Linked DNA regions of Mus musculus: region 2 is linked to region 1. The links are chromatin contacts, called in public Hi-C maps. All regions are on one chromosome and are shown on one strand. Each heading gives the region's core, a stretch centred on a gene start, on an enhancer-like site or on the middle of the called end of the contact. The rest is flanking DNA. Distances are from core to core; before and after follow the strand shown. Region 1 holds the start of Tgds (TDP-glucose 4,6-dehydratase). Region 2 overlaps Mbnl2 (muscleblind like splicing factor 2).

Region 1 (3,520 bases), core at 690-3,189:
GTGCCACATAAAACTGCCTGGCACTGAGAATGAAGAAAAAGCAAGTTTAATCAAAGGATGGAACCCACACATGCCGTGAGTGTGAGCACAGGAAATGTAAAATCTGGTCGGGGTAACTGCACAAGTCCAGTTTGCTTTCCAAGGCCTGGGGTGGATTTATACAGATAACAAATGACAGCATACTCACTGTCATTTGCCTATGCTTACAGTGACTTCTGCAACTGCTCTCTTGGTACTATACTATAAGTTGGCTTGTGTAAGCCTAAAATCTCAGGAGGGCTCTGGACTAAACCCAGGTTTCCTAGATTAATGATAGCTGAGTTTGAGCTTGGTACTGACAGTGGTTCCTGGAACTCAGAGGACCCTGAAATGGAGCTATCTCAGTAAAAGAAACATATATATATATAAACATATTTTGGGCTCTGGGGAGTAATGGCTAGCACTGGCCAATTGTAAAGGTGAAGTTTGTTCTTGGTGAAAAACTTCACTTTCCTTCATTTTCTAGGACATTCTTTGTGAACAAGCCCTTCCATGCAAGTACATGCATTTCCCCACGTACACGTCTGTTAATTAAGTGAATCTCAGCTTCCTGCTACCTACTCTCAGCAAAGTGTCTGTGGATTTAAAAGGCCCACTGCATGTTCTTGGGCAGTAACCAAGACTCTCTGACCCCTCCCCATGCAGGAGACACTACAAGGACAGAACTTCCTGTGGATCGCTCACGCATCCATCCACTCAACTCTTACAGAAGACCTTCACGATATGGCCCTGACCTTTCTTTCTGTGGGAGCTTAATGAACATCAGTCTACTCTCACACAGTTTATACTCTAGAAGAAGGGCAAGGCCATAAACAAGTAAACACAAGTACTCAATGTAATTTCAGGTAGTGCTGAGTGGATGGGTGGCCTAAGGTGTTCCCATAAGCACTCTGAAGGTGATATGCGGGTAAATTAACAGCCTATGCAACTGCCTCAAGTCGGGAAGCAGCACTAACCTCCTGTGCTCCGAGAAGCCTGAGAGGGTTGTGGGCGAGTACAGAAAAGCAAGAGACTAGGTTGGGAAGCAGGGCTCGAGCACCCGAGTCTTCTAGATCGGATAAAGACCCTGGACTTTCATTACAAGTCTCACAGAAACCATGACTGTAAAACTCTATGCAGCTGCATCTATCTCACTTAGGAACACACTCTACAAAGTGTAAAGAAAACGCGCGAGATCAACAGGAGAGGGATAGTAGCAGTGTTCTAAGGAAAAGGAGGCAGGGAACAGAAGTCAAATTAAGAATAAGCTTTGACACAAATAGAAAGGACAGTTTCACGGTAGGTGGGTGTGAGCCTCAAACAGGTTGGGAATAACAAAGGATTTGTAAACAGTTTCTAAAAAAGAGAAGACAAGACAAAGAGTCCCATTACGATCGATCCTCACATCGTGTAGAGGCGAGCTTTTGGAAAGGCCTTCATCTGCTGGCCGGAGCTTTGTCAGAGAGCGGGAAGAAAAGGGAATGAAACTGATGTGTGCTTCTCAGAAAAGTGACAGGTGGTAAACACCCCCGGGCAGGTAGGGGGTGGGACAGCAGCAAGGCACTCCTGAGTTCCCCTTTTTGTGGGGAAGGTGTTAAAGAAGTCGCATTTTCGAAGCAACCTCGTCTTGGCTGGCCAGAAAGTGAGGGAAACCGGATGGACATCCGGGCTGTGCATTGGGACCCTCCCCATAACGGATCTGCAAAGTCGTGGACCCGAAGTGCAAAAGACAAGGAGAACCGCAGGGCAAGGTTAGGATTTGTGGGGAGAAACTTCTCAGCCACCAGCACCGTTACCTACATGAAACCAGCACCCCCGGTCACCAGGACCCGCTTCGCGAAGCTGCCGGGAGGACCAGAACGCTCCTCCCGGCTCGCAGCGGACATCTTCAGCTCTGCAGAGCCAGCGCCGTAAAGCGCGGCGTCTGAAGAACCGAGGGAAGCAGCTTCACGACGCTTTACGACATGCCCCGCCCCCGACACGTTCAAAGGAAGTCGCAGAGGCTTCCGGGTTCTCCCAGACCCCAAAAGAGGGGCGGAGCCGGCAGTGGCACTGCGCAGGCGCGCACTCTCTAGCCCATAGTCACCAGCTAGGAGAAATTAGGGTCATTGGTACTAGGGTCTGGAATATTTTCTAAGCAAGTGTCACCAGCATGGATTACTACTATAGGTGCTTAGAAATTCGGAGTTATGAATCGATGCCTTCATTTTTGAACTTCAGCTATGCTCATAGACTAACACCCAGCTGAGCAGAATCCTCTAGAATGTATGCAGTATGGAAATGGAAAGTTGCATTGCAAAATTATGTTTCACTGTTGTAAATACTGTCACAAAAGGCGAAGGCCGCTTGCAATCATGATAAGTAAGTTTTGCAGAGTTCCCTGGAAGGTTTTACTCTCTTCTCTTGTCTGCTCACTGTGCCCCAATCCTGGTCCTTCTTGCTCTTATTTATATTACCAGGTGTTCTTCCCTGGTCTACCTGCCCTTTCCTCGGATGTCTGACTAGTGTTTACCTCCTTCAGTTCTCAGTTTGAGTGCCATCTTCCTATTAGAGTCATTCCTTGACTCTAACCATGCAGAACCATTTTTTTTTTTTTGTTTTCTTCTTATCATTCATCAACAAATTGGCCACTGATGTAATTTCTCACTGTCTCTGCTCCATGGAGGTAAGGCCATTCATTTCTCTGGGACCAGATCTATCACACACTCATCAACAAGTGGGCTTATCATATGATTGCTCACTGCTGTTTATATTATAGTCTGCTGCTTTCTATGAATTCGGAGGCTCTACCAAGTGGGAGTGATTAGAAGTCATATTAATTTTTTATGTACCGAGGCATCAAAAAAAAAAAAAAAAAGCCTGTCTTCAGTGAAAGAGAATAACATTACTGATCAAGAAGAAAGACATGAAGCCAGCAGGTGATAGCACACACCTCTAGTGCCAGCACCTGGGAGGCAGAAGCAGATGGATCTCTGAGTTCAAGGACAGCCTGGTCTACAGAGTGAGTTTCGGGACAGCCAGGTTACACAGAGAAACCCTGTCTCAAGCACACACACACACACACACACACACACACACACACACACACACGAGACAAAGGGAAAGTGCCTACAGTAATCAAAGCCCATGCTCTGCTTTTCCTTTAGAATCAACCTCACCCACGTTCTTGGTTTACCATTTACACAATTAAAGCTTTCAACAACTTAAACTTAGTAGGGTTTTATTTTATCAAACAATGAAAAACCTGGCAATGCTCTGAAAGAAAGGTTCAGAGAGCACCATCAAGAAACCCAGGCAGTCAATCTGTATAAACAAAGGCTGGAGGGAAGTGTGGCCCAGTGGTTAAGAACGCTAGTTTCTCTTCCAGAGGACCCAGGTTAGATTCCTAGCACCCACATGGTAGCTCACAACCTTCTGTAACTCCAATTCCAGGGTATTGGAAGTCCATGAGCACTGTGCCCATACGGTACATGTAAACAAGAGTCCTATACACAAGAATATA
Region 2 (3,520 bases), core at 338-2,837, 2.3 Mb after region 1:
CTGAAACCACACCTTCATGACCCTGAGTTTCTAAGAATCCTTATATTGCCTTCGTTTACATTCTGAGGAACAGAGCTCCCAACGCATCTTCCCACCCTCCTGACTTTCATTGCTGTTCAGTCAGAATTTCGTGACACATGTACATCATTAAGACCATTCACAGAAAACAGAGTTCTTCCCTAAGAAGCAGTGACTTTGGCTTCCCTTCTCCCACTAACCCAGACACCAACCAACACTCCCTAACTCTTCGATCCCTCGGAAGCCTCCTTGAAGTGGCCATGATCAAAATCTCTCACCAGGGTCTTAGTGCGGTCCCAGTTTTCCACAGTTACATATATGGCTCTTAGACTTCACTGTTACATGCCACCCCTTTGTCACAGCAAGTCTCCTAGCCAGAACAGATCTCAGACCCATGCAGCAAGTCCATCCAGAAGCTTCCGTCTACATTCCCAGCACCCAGGTTGTTGCTCAAGAGACCCCTGCCATACGCGGCAAGGGCTTTGACTTAGAGGATGTGAAATCTCAACTCACTGTTCTTTTCACCTTTCTATCGACACAACACACATTTCACCGCACTCGGGAGTGTAGCGCACTCTGGCGAGCATCAGCTCTGGCCTGGATTTAGCACGGAACTCTACCTCAGGCCATGTCCTTGGCTCACACTGCACTTGACCTTGGAGGGGTTACTGTGCCTCAGATTTTTTCATCTGTAAAATACCTACTCTCCACCTGACAGGGTTAACTTGATCATGTGTGTAAAATCCTTTGAGGTCTTCAGAGAAGGACACAGTTGCATCATCACATGCCATCCTCCTTAGGATCATGTTGGCCTAGAGTAGAAGGGGAGAGTACTCAAGTACTCGGAGAGTGGGGCTTGGAATCTTATTGGCTTTAAGTAAGTTGGATCTATCTGCTATACTGACGATGTGAACGGCCCTAAGAACTGTGTAAACTAACCTCCTTGTGCTTCGATCTCACTCTGAATGTTAACTCTAAACCGCTAACCTGTTTCTTTCCCTTTTATTCACCTTTCCCTCCCCCCATTGCATGACTTCAGGGTCAGTTTTGTGCATGACACCCGCTACCAGTATTGGTAGGTTCCAACCTTTTTTTATTTGTCTTTTATATGATGTGCAATGCCTTCACTGTTTGACATGTATTTCAGAGACAGTAGAGAATGCTTTAGGAAGTAGATCTGAAGGCTTAATAGCTTTAGAGTTAACGTGTAAGCTATGCTTGTGTATTTAAGAGAGTGATGGTTTTAATGTGACCTCTTAATGCTAGAACGATCACCACAGAGACGTGAAACCACAAGTGCAAGTGTGCTTTTTAAAAAAAATGATTTGTGTTGTTTCTCTTTATAGTTTATCTGGTTTAGCATGAAGCAAGCAGAGGCAGGCTAATTTCATCAATGTTTTAAAGTTTCATAGTGGTGTGTGCCTTTACCTCCTCTTTGCTGTGTGTTAGAGTTATCAGAGTTTCCCAGAAGTATTTATTTTTGGAAAACAATTATACTTGGATGTGTTTTGAGACCAAGTGCCTGAACTACGCTACTTACTTCTCTTTTTAGAGGGCAGACTTATTTTTAATGGCTTTGGTTTTTTAGTTTTGTTTTTGCTTTGCTTATTTTTGTGCCTCCACGTCCATTCCCTTAGATGGGGAATTTTAACAGTGGGGTCTTCTCTCGAATTCAGGACCTTGGCACACAAGTCTGTCTTCAGGGCAGCTGATTCATTTCACTTACAAATTCAGAAAGTCACCACTGGCAAAAATGGATCTGGTTACTTCGTAGTAACCGCTCTAGAATTTACACCAAAGCCATTTCTCTTGCCTCACCTTTTAGTGACCGAAGTAAAACATGGAGCCACTGAAATTCCACCGTTCAGATATGCTTCCAAATTTAAGAGAAAAATGTTTTTTGGTTTAACCACAATTGATTCCAAAGTTCATCCTATTCTAAATTAGGCCCTCTGAGCCTGTGGCGTTTTGGAATTTATGATCAGTCCACTTGGTTCATTGGGTATTACCTATCATGTATTGAGAAGCAGCTGTAGCTATCTATGGTCATGATGCCATCCTCTGAATTGGGAATAGCTCTGTTTTGATCAAAGCGATGCGCTTTGGGCTCTCTGGGAATCACTGATTGTGTTTGAGAACTTCCTTTAACTGTACTTGTAATAAGCTATTTTCCCTTTTTATTTCTCTCCCATGCTCCCTTGCTTTGCACTGTGATCGCATGCCATCTGCTGGTTAACCCATGATGGCTTGCTGCTCTGATATTCACCATGCCAAATACCACTTCTATTACCATAATGCTACACCCTCCTGTTCATTGCTCCCATGGTTCCCCTCCTGAAAGTACCCATGATGCACAGCGCTACGTCCGCCACTGTCTCTGCAGCAACAACTCCTGCAACAAGTGTCCCCTTCGCAGCAACAGCCACAGCCAATCAGGTTTGCTCCTTTTAAAGCTTTTCTTTCACAAATCCCGAACTCTAAATGAGTGCTGATATTTAAAAAAAAAATTCTCGGTGAGAATTTTTTTTTCATGTTTATCCATCCAATTTTATTTTTTAATTAGTTCTATAGCAAGCATTTGTGGACAGGTTGCACTTATTTAGAGTTAACATTTACTGCAAATAATGATGTAGCTATGTTTTGTGTTGCACTGTTTGTTTTCGTACCTAATATTGTGTAATTAACCTGACAGGCTTAAGTTCCTTTTAGTACAGTGTTGCTTACCCGGTGGTTTGTGAGTTACCACACGAGGAACGTAGAACTGTGCCTGTGGAGGCTCCCAAACCAGCTCTGCTTTGATTCGGCTTATTCTGTGGTGGGAGAAAAATGGAAATTCTCCTCCCATACCCTAAGCGTCAAATTTGACGTCCGAATAATTCTCACGAAAACCGACCTGAGTCACAGGTGTTGACTCAGTACACCCTGGAAGATCTGTTCAGATCCGGTGTAAGAGCCACGGCACCCTAAGAGACCAGTGTGCTAGCAGTGTGCCGGGCTCCCACCGCTGGCTTTAGCTGAATATGAGAGTGTACTATGTCGGCTTAATGCATGTGCCCCTCAGACCTGGGGTGCCTCCCGTTGGGGAGAGCCAGTGGGCTGTTTCCTGCTCTGTGGTCACAAGCTGACTGTGTCTCTGACCCTGCTTAGCCAGTTTACACTCATGCTTGTCGGCCACAAGGGATGTGTGTGAGGTGGTGAGCTATGCTCTCATCTCACAGAGGAAAGCACCCCCACATGGAGGCCCTCCCTTCAGAGAATAATTTGGGAGTTTTTTGTTTGTTAGCTTTTTATTTTTTCATTTTGTGTTTTCTTTTAAATAAACTCAACCATGCTGAGAAAAGATGAAAAGGATTTTTTTAAAAAAAAAAAATGTGGGCTGAGACCTTGGGAGGACAGCCAGGCCAATAGGTGAAATGGTAAGTTAAACACAGGGAGAGGGTGTGCCGGAGTGTGGATGGCTGTCTCCCAGCTTTGGCCTGCAAGCCAGAAGGACAGGTTCACC

What was found. Hi-C and Micro-C count contacts between places; a contact is called where the count stands out from the background.
Region 2: a Hi-C map of B cells shows a contact between it and region 1, with 5 read pairs. The contact joins the enhancer-like site here to the promoter of Tgds in region 1. A contact is called at or near these places in 2 of 39 promoter capture datasets (liver and pre-B cells), 1 of 484 Hi-C or Micro-C datasets (B cells) and 1 of 9 other capture datasets (liver).

Annotation. Positions count from the first base shown.
Region 1 is chr14:118,130,826-118,134,345 of GRCm38.p6, forward strand. It overlaps Tgds (TDP-glucose 4,6-dehydratase), which reads right to left and starts at 1,940. Exons shown (of 12, transcript NM_029578.3): 1 at 1,819-1,940. The coding sequence starts at 1,904.
Region 2 is chr14:120,402,279-120,405,798 of GRCm38.p6, forward strand. Mbnl2 (muscleblind like splicing factor 2) reads left to right here. Exons shown (of 8, transcript NM_207515.2): 7 at 2,360-2,454. Among named protein-coding and RNA genes, the nearest start is that of Gm26679, 15 kb to the left of the region's middle. Within about 2 kb of position 1,588, at least 8 of the 459 cell types and tissues checked have an H3K27ac peak or open chromatin away from gene starts, as enhancers often do. A contact at or near this core is called in B cells, where this site is marked.